2 separate regions of the Pan troglodytes genome follow, and region 2 is linked to region 1. A link is a contact called in public Hi-C data. All regions are on one chromosome and are shown on one strand. Each heading gives the region's core, a stretch centred on a gene start, on an enhancer-like site or on the middle of the called end of the contact. The rest is flanking DNA. Distances are from core to core; before and after follow the strand shown. Region 1 has its middle 160 kb from the start of MIR3937. Region 2 has its middle 170 kb from the start of BCOR.

Region 1 (6,244 bases), core at 2,716-5,215:
CCGGGCGACAACGCGCTCAGAGCTCTGAATCAGAGCTTCCCTGAATCACAGGCAGAGCTCCCAGCTCTCTGAAGGCTTGGCATGCTGCTGTTTGCATCCTTCCATCTGTTAGCGATGTTTCAGGCTGGGCAGGCGTTGTCCTCATAGAGTTTCTCCCCCATTGTCTCTGCCTCTGCTCACCCCAAAGCTGGCAGAACCACAGCGCCCAGTGGCCTCTGGCTGCAGAGGGCATGAGGACTTCAGGCTGGTTTCCCAGAAACAGGAGGGTTTGTAGATAACCCTGATACCCTATGACCAAAGGCACCGTTCCCGAAACCCCTGCCCATGGAGCTATAGCCTAGTGCTGCCAAGTAAAGTTTGGTTCTGGAAAAAACAATTAGCCTACAGGGGTAGCACTAGCTGTTTCTGAAGTTCTACAGCCCAGGCCACCACTGGGTGCTGGCCTCAGTCCCATGAACCTTCAGCCCTGCCAATGAGAAGAATTCACAGATTTATTGTCTTCTAGAAAGGTTGGGGGACACATTCCTCCATGCCACTCTCCGCTAGTTGAGGGCCTGTCCTTTCTCCCCAGGGAATAGTATCTCCCTGGCCAGAGAGGCAGCGGACCAGGCTTTGCTTTCCAGCCTCACATAACCACCCTCCCGATGTCAAATATGACACATTCTTCAAGCTAATGACCTCTGCCCCCGCCTTAAAAATAACAGCCCTCCACTTCATCCATCTTTGGGCTGATGACTGCTTTTTCTCGAGCAGGCACGGACTCTAGCAGTTCCTTTGTTTTCCAGTGATGCTTTTTATCCTCCATCTGATTTCGTGTCATCTGTGTCTGTGACTGAGCAGGGCTCCCCCGTCTCCTGGCTCACCCCGCCCATGCACCTTTGGACGTGAGTCTGGAGAGCCTCTGATTCCATGTACAGATTTGCAGGGCTGGCATTTGCCTCTCACATTGGTGCTCAGAGTGGCCGTGTGAAAAGAGGGCGGTCTGGCCGTGGGACTGACTTCCCAGAGCAACAGGGCAAGCTGGTGGGTAAGAACCAGCCTTTTTGCTGGCAAGGGACCTGGGCAGAGATGGGCCCTAATATACCCAGGAGCAACTTGAAGAATAAATACAAGTCATGAGCAGCATCACTGCCAGAGTGTGACAGCTGGCCACCTAGCCCTAGATGGGTACAGGGGAGTGTCTAGAGCCTGGAACCTTCTGGAACGGGGTAAAGGAGTAGCTGAGGGCTCCTAGCTCCACCCTTGGCTCTTTACATGCTCCTGAACACACAAGGGTCCCGCCTAAAATACCGGAGGGCATGGGAGTCTACGTGTTAGTCCCTGTGGCAATTTGAGTCCTCCAGGTAGAGGACACCAAGAGAGAGTAAGTGTGAGAGATGTATTGGGGGAGATTTCTAAGAAGGATAAAGGGGGAGGGAGGGGGGGGGACTTCGGACCAGGAGGCAGCTCTGACCCCTGCAGAAGGAGAGGGGAAGGAAGGAGGGGTGGGTAGGGAGAGCCTCAGCCGGCAGCGCAGCTCTGAGAAAGTCTCAGCCAGGCCGATGGGGAGCCCCAGAGCACAGACTGCCCATCAGAAACTTCCTGTGTCAGGCAGTAATGACCCAGCTCTAGTCCCCCTGCTATGCTCTGTCATCGGGCGGGAACAGCCTGGGGAGGGTGGCCTCAGCAAGAATGCTGCAGCAGATCCCGAAGGTGCCACAGCCAGAGGCTAGCAGACCATGACACTTCTTCCAGAAACTTTTCCGCTGAAGGGAGGTCTGGGCAGTGCCCTTGCATGGCTGCCACTGTCCTTTTGTGTGGGGGTAAGGGGGTATCAGTGAGGGGAACTCTGAACCCTGGTCTCATGACCTCAGTCAAGCTTTTCTCTGTCGTAGCTTCTTAGTGTGTGGATGAGGGGAATGAACTATACCACATCAGTCCCCATCTCTATGGGGATGCTTGACACCCTGGATTCTGGTTATTTCAGTCTTTGAGCTCCTAGAAGGTAGACATGGAATCAAAAAAGATACCGAAGGGCCTCCACCACCAGAGACAGACACATTGCAGTTGGAAAGGGTCCAGAGTCCTTTTCTACTTGCAAGTACAGAAGGGATGTGGGCCTGGCCCAAGACCACTGAGCTATCCAGTCATTGATTCCATTATTCCACAAAGATGTGGTAGCCACCTACTCCGTGCAGATGGCTACTGTGTGCCCAAGGGGGCCATGGGTCTCCTGAGGACCAGACGGGCTTCAGCAGGAAGACCTTGCTGCCCATCTCTCCCACCCAGCCTTGGTGATTCTCAAAACCGAGGGGCAACATTCCAGATCAACCCCACTTGGTCCTGAGGAAGAGAGAAATGGTCAGGGGCGGAGGGTGGGGGAGGTCTCAGGACAAATAATATAATCCCAGTGACTCCCCCGACACTTCTCCTGCACTATCACCTCACAAATACGTGCACTCACACGTGCACACACGCACAACCACACAGCCATCTTTGGCATCATTAATAATTTATCTTTGAAGAAGCCTGTACAGTTTACAAATATTAAAGCATTATCTCACTATTTTAATCACGACTGCTTTGGGGTATTCTCGTTCTTTCTGATAATGAAGCTAGGCTCCGAGATCAAACTTCAACAAGGTCAAAGGGATGGCAGGTGGTTCTTAACCTTTGGGACTGTCTCAGATCCCTTTAAGAACTCTCCCCTCGGTAAAATGCATCTACCCAGAATTTTGCCCACTCTTTCAGGGGTTTGCAGTCCCTACTTCAAGCCCTTGCAGGGCTCCGCCTCCCCACCCCAGTCCCGGTGCGGCTGAGTTGGACCGGGCAGCCGCAGGATAAAATCCAGAGAGGAGTCCGTGTGACGGCGCAGCAGGATTAAGAAATCTCCCAGACCAGGATGGGCACAGAAATGGTTAAGGGGGTGGAGGGTTTTGTTTTTCACCTCTGAGGACTCTGTTATGGGTCATTAAGAACACAAGACCGAACGAGCATTCCATTTGCTGGGCCTGCCTCTAGCGCACAGCTCTGCTTCCCGACAAGATAAGTCCTGTGCAGGAAGGAAATCCTGGGCCCAGGGAGGCAGATGGGAAATCACCCCAGATAAGGCGGCTGCTCCGAGTGCTGGAGTCACACAGGGCCTTTCTGCTGCAAGAATGGCACTGCCGAGAGTCTGCGTTTCTTGCCAGCTAAGGAGGAGGAGGCTCTTCGGAGGCGTCTCCTAACACATTGCCGTTCTAGGCAGCTCTGCAAGGGGAACCCCCCAACGGGGGTGCAGCACCGTGCCTCCAAGTGAAGGAGAGGCCCTCGGGTTCCCGGAGTCTGGAGAGGTGGCCTCCAGCGGTGCCCCGGCCGCCTCCGGCTAGGCCCGCACACAGTTTACCCCCACCCAGGCCTCCTGGCACCCCCGCCCCGCATCCACCACCCAGGTGGTACCTGTGCCCGCGCAGGTGAGGAAAAAGGCCTGTGGAAAACATCATTACTGATAAATAACAGTTCCTTTCAGGTTTAATGACACGTTGCATCCATCCTAAATCTCTCAAAAAAAAAAAAAAAAGAAGAAGAAGAAGAAAAGAAAAAAAAGAAAGAAAAAGATAAAAGCCCTCTCGAGGGACTGCGCCTCGCGCCTGTAAATAGGAACGACAGGCCGGGGCGCGCGCCGAGGCGGGCGCACGGCTTGGAGCGGGCGTGTAAATTAACCGGGGGCCGCAGAGTGAATACATTGCACGCGGTATTTATTATGCGGCCGGACCTCCGAGGGGTTCTCCGGCTCCCGGACGTGGCAAATCTTGTCCGGAGCGCCGCTGGCCGCGCTGCCAAGGGCTAGGACGAGAGGACCCGTGGCGGGGGGCGGGGGGCTTCTCCTCCAGTCCCCGGGAGCCCCGGGGCAGCCCCCTTACAGCAGCGGCAGTGGGGAGGGTTTAGGCGAGGAGAGACGCGGCCCCGGGCGCCGCTCGGGCTAGGGGCCGGGCGGGGAGGGCGGGGCGGTGGGAGCGGGCGGCGCGCCCGGCCCCTTAGCATTCCGCCGGCGCGCCCGCCATCGCCGCGTGCGCCCCCGCGCCCCACTGTAATTACCCCGATTACCAAATGAATCTCGCGCTTTTGTGCTCGCCGGGCGGTGGGTGCGGGGAGGCAGTTCTAATAGTTGTCATTAGGGCCGGGGGAGGCGGGGCGCCGGGGGCTGAGGGTGGGAGCGCGGGGGTGGGGGAGGCCCGCCATTCCCTCGCTGGCTCGCTTGTTCGCAGGCGGTCCCAGGCGGCGCGCAGGCCGCTGCTGGCTGCTGAGTAATGATTTTTTTTCTAATTGGAGGCGAACAGCGGCCCTAATGGATGGAGCCGCTCTCGGCGCGTTCGCTGCGCCCGCCCTTCGATCAATACGGCTCGCTGAGACCGCCGGGCCGCGCTCCCCGGCCCTTTGTGGTCAGAGATGCCTCGGGGGCCCCAATCCCCGCCACCACCACCGGCCCCCCATGCTGCCTCAGCCTCGCCCGGGGAGTTCCCAGCCCCGCCACTCCGAGACACCACCCCTCCTCCGGCCTACCCCCACCCCGGATACTCCAACCCCAGGCTCCTTCCCGCACCCCCGCGCCCGAGTTCCCCTCTCGGAACACTCTTACTCCAGCTCCCCCAACACTGCCCCCGCGTGTCCCCGCCGTCCCGAGCCCTCCATCCCTTCTTGTCCTCACACTATGCCCAGTAGCCTGGTCCCCGTGGCCTTTCAGACAGGGTGGGTTAGCAGGGAGGTGTACGGGAGGGCAGACCCGGGATTGCCACCCTCACCCCTTCTCCGTGACCGCGTTTCTGCCAAGCGCCCCAGGCCGGGAGGAGAGCCGGGCACAGGCGACAGCCTCCGAGAGTTTACGCCGGCTGGTCCGGGAAGGGTTCGCTGAGTCCAATTAAATCCCCACGTTCTTTCCTTCTTGAGCCCGCTCCATCTCGGACTGGCTCCAACTGGGACCCTTCGGCTTTTTGAAGGTACAGAAACTTGCGAGCACAGACACACTCCCTGGGGGCACCAGTTTCCAAGAAGCCCTCTGGAATGTTTAGCTCAGAAACCGGACAGCATGCACAAGTCCTCCTAGGTCAGGGGTCAAATGTGCCCTCTGTTTTGCAGGCCCTTCGTGCACTGCTTCTAACTAGCTGGTGACCTTGGACAACGACTCAGTGCCTGAGGGACTCTTTTTCTTACACCTTACAGAAGTTTATCCAGCTCTACAAGCTAGGCGGCTGGGATACAACATTAAAAGGAATGGTCAAACCTTCCCACTCCTTCCTGCAGTTTACAGACTTTCCTCCTTCCACCCTGCGGAGAGCGGCTCCTAGGAGGCCCAAGCTGCTCCACCTACCCTCCTTCCTTCATCTGCTCACTTTCTGTTGCTGGCTGTGATTCCTGCATAACATTTAGCATCACCTAACATAATAAACACTTGCTTGGTTTTTTTCTTTGTTTGTTTTTTGAGACGGAGTTTTGCTCTTGTCGCTCAGGCTGGAGTGCAATGGCGCGATTTCAGCTCACTGCCACCTCCTTCTCCCAGATTCAAGCAATTCTCCTGCCTTGGCTGGGATTACAGGAGCGCCCCCCCACCGCCCCACCACCACCACGCCAGGCTAATTTTTGTATTTGTAGTAGAGATAGGGTTTCTCCATGTTGTCCAGGCTGGTCTCAAACTCCTGACCTCAGGTGATCCACCCACCTTGGCCTCCCAAAGTGCTGAGATTACAGGCGTGAGCCACCGCACCCAGCCAACACTTGCTTGTTTGTTTATTGTGATTCTTCCCCCACTACTATGTCATCTCCACAAGGACTGGGATTTTTATCCATTTTGTATCCTCAGCACCTAAAACAGAGCTTGGAACATAATAGGTATTCAGTAAATATTAGCTGCATGAACAAATTGAAACAATTTGAACCTGGTGAAACCTCTTCCTCTCCTGCCCTGAGAAAGGATAAGACTTCGGCTTTTCACTTCTTGGACTCTGTGGCATATTGTGTTTTCCAAATAATGGCCACAGCAATGTTTCTGGTCCCACATGCTATTCCAGCACCGTGCCTCTACCCCCTTCAAGAGAAGTCTCTTTCCCCTCCACTTGAACCTGGGTGGGTCTTTGTGACTGTCTCCACGAATAGAATGTAGCCACATACATCCTAGTCTAAGTCATAAATGATTGCATGGCTTCCTTCTCTCTTTTTCTCTTGGGACTGTCACCCTTGCAACCCATCCACCATGTTGTAAGGGAGCCCAGACCACATGAAGAGGTCAAGT
Region 2 (6,244 bases), core at 1,221-3,720, 190 kb after region 1:
AGATCGCCAAGGCGAGCCCACCGCACCCCACAGCGCGTCCCAAGGGCACCACAGCCGAGGAAGCGACTTTTGCGGTAGCGAAAGGGTGGCAGTACCCAGCTCCACGCGCTGCAAGACTCTAGCAGCCGCGCCTCACCCCAAAACTCTGCCCCTAGCCAGCACAGCTCCCCTAGCGCCCCAAATCCCAGGTGTGCCTGTTTCCCTGGAGTCCCGCCGGCGTGCTTTGCTATTCGCAGCTCGACGCCTAGACCTCCTGACTGCAACCTCCGAGGCCTTTGCGCTCCCAGGCGTCCTTTGCTGCAAGCAAACAGGCCCCCAACCGCCCCCTATGGTTTGTACTCTTCTGGAAGGTGTCTTTGGCGCTGTGAATGCAAACTCAGGCTTTGGATTAAGGGCTTCATTTTCAACTAACTGTGTGATTTGAGGCCAGTTTCTTAACCTCAGTTTCTTTATCTACAAAATGGGAGGGATATTCGTATAAGTGTGGCTACGAGGTTTAAAGAAGATATAGTTATATGTCAAATGCTTAGCACAAAGTCCTGGTGGTTAGCATTATTATTACCATATGGCCAGAACTGTGAGGACATTAAAAGTGAAGTAGGCTTTTTCCCACCAGGGGTAAGCCTCGCGGAGTCCTAGGACACATCCCACAAACCGAGGTGAACCCAAGCCACCGGCTACGTCTGAAGGGAGGACAGACGAGACGAGGGGCAGCCAACTGAGCGAATCACTCTGCCTTCCGCCTTTGCAAATGAATAGGGCTCTGTCTACAGCTTCCGCCATTCCTACGCCAGATCTGCAACGCCTAAGGCTTAAACTTGGCGCGGCGGTAAATTTAGCCTGAAGGCAGCGGCTCCTAAGGGGCGGGGATGTCTCCTTGGAAGAAGGAAAGGGAACAGGGTAAGAAAATGGAGTTGCCTCTAGGAAGAAGAATCAGGGAGAGGAAACATTCAGGGCCGCTGGCGGACCACTGACAAAAAGAAATCGGACGCAAAAGAAACCTCCCCAGAAGAAACTGGGCCACCGTGGGAGCCGTGCGAGACAGACTTCCCATCTGGGAAGGGCTGCCTACGGGTAATTGGGTTTGCTCGAGTTGCCTCTATAATTAATAAGTGATTTGACTTGGAGATTGGAAATAGTCATGAAAGGAAGCCGCGGGCGTAGGGGTGTGAGGCCCAGGAGCCTCCCTCCGAAATCCAAAGACCGCGGAGGAGGACGGTTTAAGGAACAGGACGAATGTGATAATATTGGCATCTAACCTTCTAGTGTTTGAGTAATTCGTTGCTTAGCTACTTTGGATAGGCCATTATTTTGCAAACTGGAAACATTTGCAAGTGGTGATATTTTGCTCTTGCCTGACGCAGGGGCTGCAAACCTACGCCGGCTCTGCTGAACTCTTCGAAATATATATGCATAAATTGTTCCTAATGAGACCATCTGTTTTTTATGGCCCCTCTGGAAGCAGGAGGAACCCGAAGCCTGCTCCGTCTTGCAGAAATCTGTGGCCAGGCAGGCCTGGGAAATAAATAGGGGAGATTAGAACGGTGTGCGTGATTTAACAATACGCAGAACGGCAAGTTCGGTGGTCGAGATGTGTGCCTTGATTCCCAGGGGTGCGGGTCATTTAGGATGACTCCAGACATGGGGGTTCCTCCTAGGAGGCCCAGGGACTTTGCGGAGTTCCACGGCACACACGAACCTCGTTTTTCCATATCTGGAACATCGCCAGAGCCACAACGCGAAACCACGAGCCTGTAGCTGCTCTGGGGACCCAAAACAAGCACCCAGGTTGTAGGTGGTCCCCGACGTCGCCCACTATCTAGGGCCTCCTTCTACGGTGGTGAAGGGAGCTGAACCTGGGCCACAGAGGCAGAGAACGAGCATCACTCCACCCCATACCCGGGTCAGAGCACAGAGCTCATTCCGGGCCTATCCCAAAGGCTGAGCTGCTCCGCGAGCGTCTGGCAGGCCCAGCGCCCCGGCCTGAGACCGCACTGAGGGTGGCAGGGCAAACACTTTTCACATTACCGCGTGGCTGTTAATTGGGGCAGTGCAAAAGACGCCGCGGCTACCCCTTTGCGGCGGGGGGGGAGGGGGGAGTGGGTCAGGAGTGGGCAGTGGGGGCTGCTTATAATAGAGGGACTGCCCTGGGGAGCCTCAGATATCGGTAACCCCCATGATTAATTCATAACTCTCCACTGCGCCTGGCACCATCTCGGGTCTTTAATCGGTTCTGAATGTCAGCTAGGCTTCCCCGACAGCCTGAGCACTGCCTTTTGAATGTGTTGAAAGTCGCTGCGCGCACACCAGGAGACAAAGTTGCCATCTGCTCCGGGGACCAAGGCAACTGGGCGCTGGGAGGGGCCTTCCTCCCGCGGCTCCCGCTGCCCCGGGCGGCCTCCTCTTCCCGGCCTGCCCCAAAGCCAACACTGTCACCCGGAACGTCCCCGCCCCCCGCCCCGGGCGCATGCATGGTGGAAACTCCGGCTTGCAGCGAAACAGAGCGCTGCGCGCGGGCGCGCAGGGAGCCTCGCGGTCACCCAGACCGAGGCCTATGCTAATGAGATTATAGGCCAGGGTTGTTTGTGTGCGCGGACGTCAAAGGGGGGGGCGCAGATAAAGTGTGGAAACCGGGATGACTTGGAGGGGGGAGGGGCAGGCAGGAGGGGGGAAGCCCCAGGAGAACAAAGCTCCTGGCCGTCGGCCTCCAAAGAGTCGCAGAAGTGACCGCCACTGGCTCGTGCACAGGCGGAAGCGGGGGAGGGCGGGGGATGCCAGGCCTAAAGCGCCTCGTGGGTTTAGAGAACTCAGAGAGGGCACCGGGTGGGGGTGGGAGGAAGGCTCAACCCGTAGCTAAATGTTTGGCCTTTGGCTATTTTTTTAAGGAAACGAATCTCAGGGAGGTCGGGGCGCGGGGGGTGGGGGCATCATCGCGCCTCGGAGATGGGAAGCGAGTTCCCCTCCGCTTTCTGGGAAAAGCCTTGTCCCCCTTCTTTCCCCTCCCCCCATCCTGCTGAGGGTTTGCGTTGACCCATCTCTCCGCTCGGGACCGGCAGGAGGACGGAGCCGCAGGGGGCTGACCACGGCCCAGAGGCGGCCCAGGGGTCGCGCTGCTGCCGGCCTGCGCTTCCGCACTCCCGGGTTCGGTGCGTCGCCTCTCGCGGCAGCGCCTCGCTTCTTCCAGACTGTAATTCCACACTCCCGCAAGCGCTGGGGCTGCGGAATCGTTTGAGGGAGTTGGAACTGCATCAGATGAGCACGCCGGGAGGTGAGATCGGGTAGGAAATAGCCGAAACTTTGAGTTGTGCGCCACCCCACCCCCCCAACACACACACACAGGCGCGCGCGCACACACACACACACACACATTTACCCTCCCCCTTCCCAGCCGCCACCTCCCCCACCCTCTCGATTCTTCAAGGTTTGCAGCCCAGTCCTGTCATATGGTTTTGTTTCTGTGCTGCTGTTTTTTTTCAGACACGAAAATTGGACACGTGGAGAATTAGCCCTGCTGGAGAAGCGCTGGGTGCAGACTCAAACAATGGTTTCCAGCGCCGAAGCTGAGGCAGCACCTTCCCCACCTCCACCCTCAAATGGCAGCTGCCTCTATATACAGCGGGCACACCCCTTCACTACCCACCCCCTCCCCCAAAGCCTGGTTAGGGACCTATGTGGGCTGCACGCTCTGGAGCCCCTTGCCCGGACACAAACCCTAGGTGGGCCTGGGCTGCCCGCTGAGTAGGTCATTGCGCCTGGGATCCCCTGGGATTTAGAAGTATAGGGCTCTCTATTTTTCCCTAGGAAGGTCCTGTCTCAAAGATACCACCCCCAAAAATTAATGTGTAAAAACCCAACCAAGCTCCAGTCTCTGTGTCCTTTGGCAAATCTATCTTTCCTAGGGCATACTTTCCTAAGCTGCTGGGACCTTGCCCCCCATCTGATGAGCCATACGCAGGTGGTCTGGCCTCTTCAGAGCAGCTTCCTTTAGTTATTGTCTTCTCTAGAGGCCCCATCCTCCACGGCAGCCCTAATCTTAGCCCCCCAGCCTCTCTGAGCCCCCACCCCACCCCCACACTGCGCTGAGCTGGCAGCAGCCACAGCTCCCCCAGGCAGTTCCTCTCTCACTGCGCGGCCTGTGCATCTCGCTGGGGCACACACTCCGCACAGAAGCTCCCTCGCCTCCTGGAGCTGGTTTCCTCTTACAGGCTCCCCTTAGAGCTGCTGGGGCTGTGACAACGCCTGCATCTCTGAGTCTCCCTGCAGCGCTGCGAGCTGTGAATCTGCCTTCTCTTCCCTTCCTGCAAAGGTCAAGCTGCCTCCTTCTCTCGCAGGGCCACAGTTCAGTTCTGGCCTGCAGAGCTTCTACACTGCAACTTGAATATGGGAATGGGGTGGGCATCGTGCAAGGGAGCAGTCACACTCAAGCCAGGAGGCAGGGACAAAAGGGTGTGCGATTCAGGGAGGGAAACACTGAGGACAGCCCTCAGAAAGCAGTGCAGGATTTGCAGCTAAAGACTCAAAAGAGGGAGAGAAAACGAGGAAAAGGCTGTTATTAGGTCGTGAGTCCTGAAGTGTAGGCCTTTCTCCTCCCACCCCCTGGGTTGCCCTAGGGGAAGGCCAGAAGAGGCCTCAGGTGTCTGCACTGTGTCCTGTGCAGTTCCTAGGGCCATGCACTTCCGGTGAGGCTGCTCTTTACTCCAAGCAGGAGTCAGAAGCATGGAATTCAGTGGCCGCAGGAGCTCAAGTCGGCTGCAGCCCTTTCAAAGAGGGACCCCGAAGAGGCCTTTCTGCCACCCCAGCCCCAGAGAGGCTATGACGCTCTACAAGCAGCAGAGAGAATGATACGGAGAAAAATGAGAGGAAACGCTATTAAACTTGCTTCCTCTAAAGAGCGCTACCCACCGTTTTCTCTGAACTGTACCTAAAAAGTCAGGAGAGAACTCGTTAACTTTTGTTTGGTTTAACATTGCCAGCTTCAAGTCAACCGTAGGCCCCCCGAAGGTTTTGTAAAATATTTAATCTAGCTCAGACAATTTCCTGCAGTCCCTAACCAGACCACCCCACTTACTGAGCCGCTGCCAAAAAGGATGCTTGACTGCAGACTGGCAACCAGAGGCCTTCCAGTCGCCTGGCTGGCCTTGACCTCCACTCGAGGCGCCAGGAAAGACCCTTCCCGGAATCCCGAGAGACCAAGACCTGGGTAACCCTGGAGGTCTAAACCCGTGAGGAAGCCCAAGAAATGGAGTTAAAGACCCTTTTCGCACAACCGATTGTTGTCTGTGTGACCTTCTGCGGCCCTTGCCCTCTCTGAACCCTCTAAAATGGGCATGAGGATGTCTCACCTTCCTCTGGGTGTTATGCATTTTGAAGCGTGGGCACTATGGGAGAGGCTGACGCTCTGTGTTCCCCAGCGCCCTCCACTCCCACCCCTTCACTGTTTTCTTCGACATTATCTCCCTAGAGAACACAGCAAGCAGGAGCGGGATCCTTCGACTCGGCTGAGTCTCAACTCCTTCCAAACGTGAGGCTGACGGGGAGAACTCCTGCTCTGCCCAGTTTCCATTCCCGCCTCCAGAATAACGAGCCGAAAACATGTGTACTGTAAATAAAGCCTGTCTAAATAAAGCACTCGGGTAAAGGCTACCGAGAAAACACTCCGCATCGCTCTGTGCTCAGAGCGTGAGTCAGCTTCCCAGCCCCGGGGGAACAATGGGGACCTTGCCAAGGGTCCCCTTCTGTCGACCCCTGACGGCCCCCAGGCCCGTTTGGGTGGCGGGAGTGCCGGCACCCTGGGACCTTCGGGCCCGAGGTTCGGGAGGGCTAAGGGCGCTCCAGGCGACCAGGGTTGGGGTCCAGCCCCAGGATTAGCGCGGCCAGGAATCCCTCTGCCCGCAGCTGCCGCGGAGGGGTTGAGGGTTAAACAAACACCGGGCAGAGGAGCGAGCCTGCCGGCTGCGGCCGGCGCAGCGCGGCGCGGCGCGGGGAGGGGACGGGAGGGAAGAGGGCGCACGCTACCTAGCCTCCCGACGGGAAGACGTCTCCTCCCCACGTCAGGCCGGGCTCTCGCCCACTCGGCTGGCCGCCTCTGCTCCCTGGCCTCTCAAGTCTCAGCGGAAAGAAACGTAGCGGCTGCCAAAAGCACCCCACTCCTTTTATTGTCCCCATAAGCCTATACACGTACACTAGCCACCCCCCCCCAACACACACACACAACACGCACACGTGTGCGGGAGACTCGAGGATG

The links. A called contact is a pair of places that touch in the nucleus more often than the background predicts.
Region 2: a contact with region 1 is called in a Hi-C map of stem cell-derived neural progenitor cells, with 2.3 times the contacts expected there. The contact joins two enhancer-like sites. A contact is called at or near these places in 2 of 7 Hi-C or Micro-C datasets (induced pluripotent stem cells and stem cell-derived neural progenitor cells).

Annotation. Positions count from the first base shown.
Region 1 is chrX:40,242,641-40,248,884 of NHGRI_mPanTro3-v2.0_pri, forward strand. It overlaps the pseudogene LOC129138670. Among named protein-coding and RNA genes, the nearest start is that of MIR3937, 160 kb to the left of the region's middle. Within about 2 kb of position 3,966, at least 10 of the 24 cell types and tissues checked have an H3K27ac peak or open chromatin away from gene starts, as enhancers often do. A contact at or near this core is called in stem cell-derived neural progenitor cells, where this site is marked.
Region 2 is chrX:40,431,906-40,438,149 of NHGRI_mPanTro3-v2.0_pri, forward strand. No RefSeq gene overlaps it. Among named protein-coding and RNA genes, the nearest start is that of BCOR, 170 kb to the right of the region's middle. Within about 2 kb of position 2,471, at least 3 of the 24 cell types and tissues checked have an H3K27ac peak or open chromatin away from gene starts, as enhancers often do. A contact at or near this core is called in stem cell-derived neural progenitor cells, where this site is marked.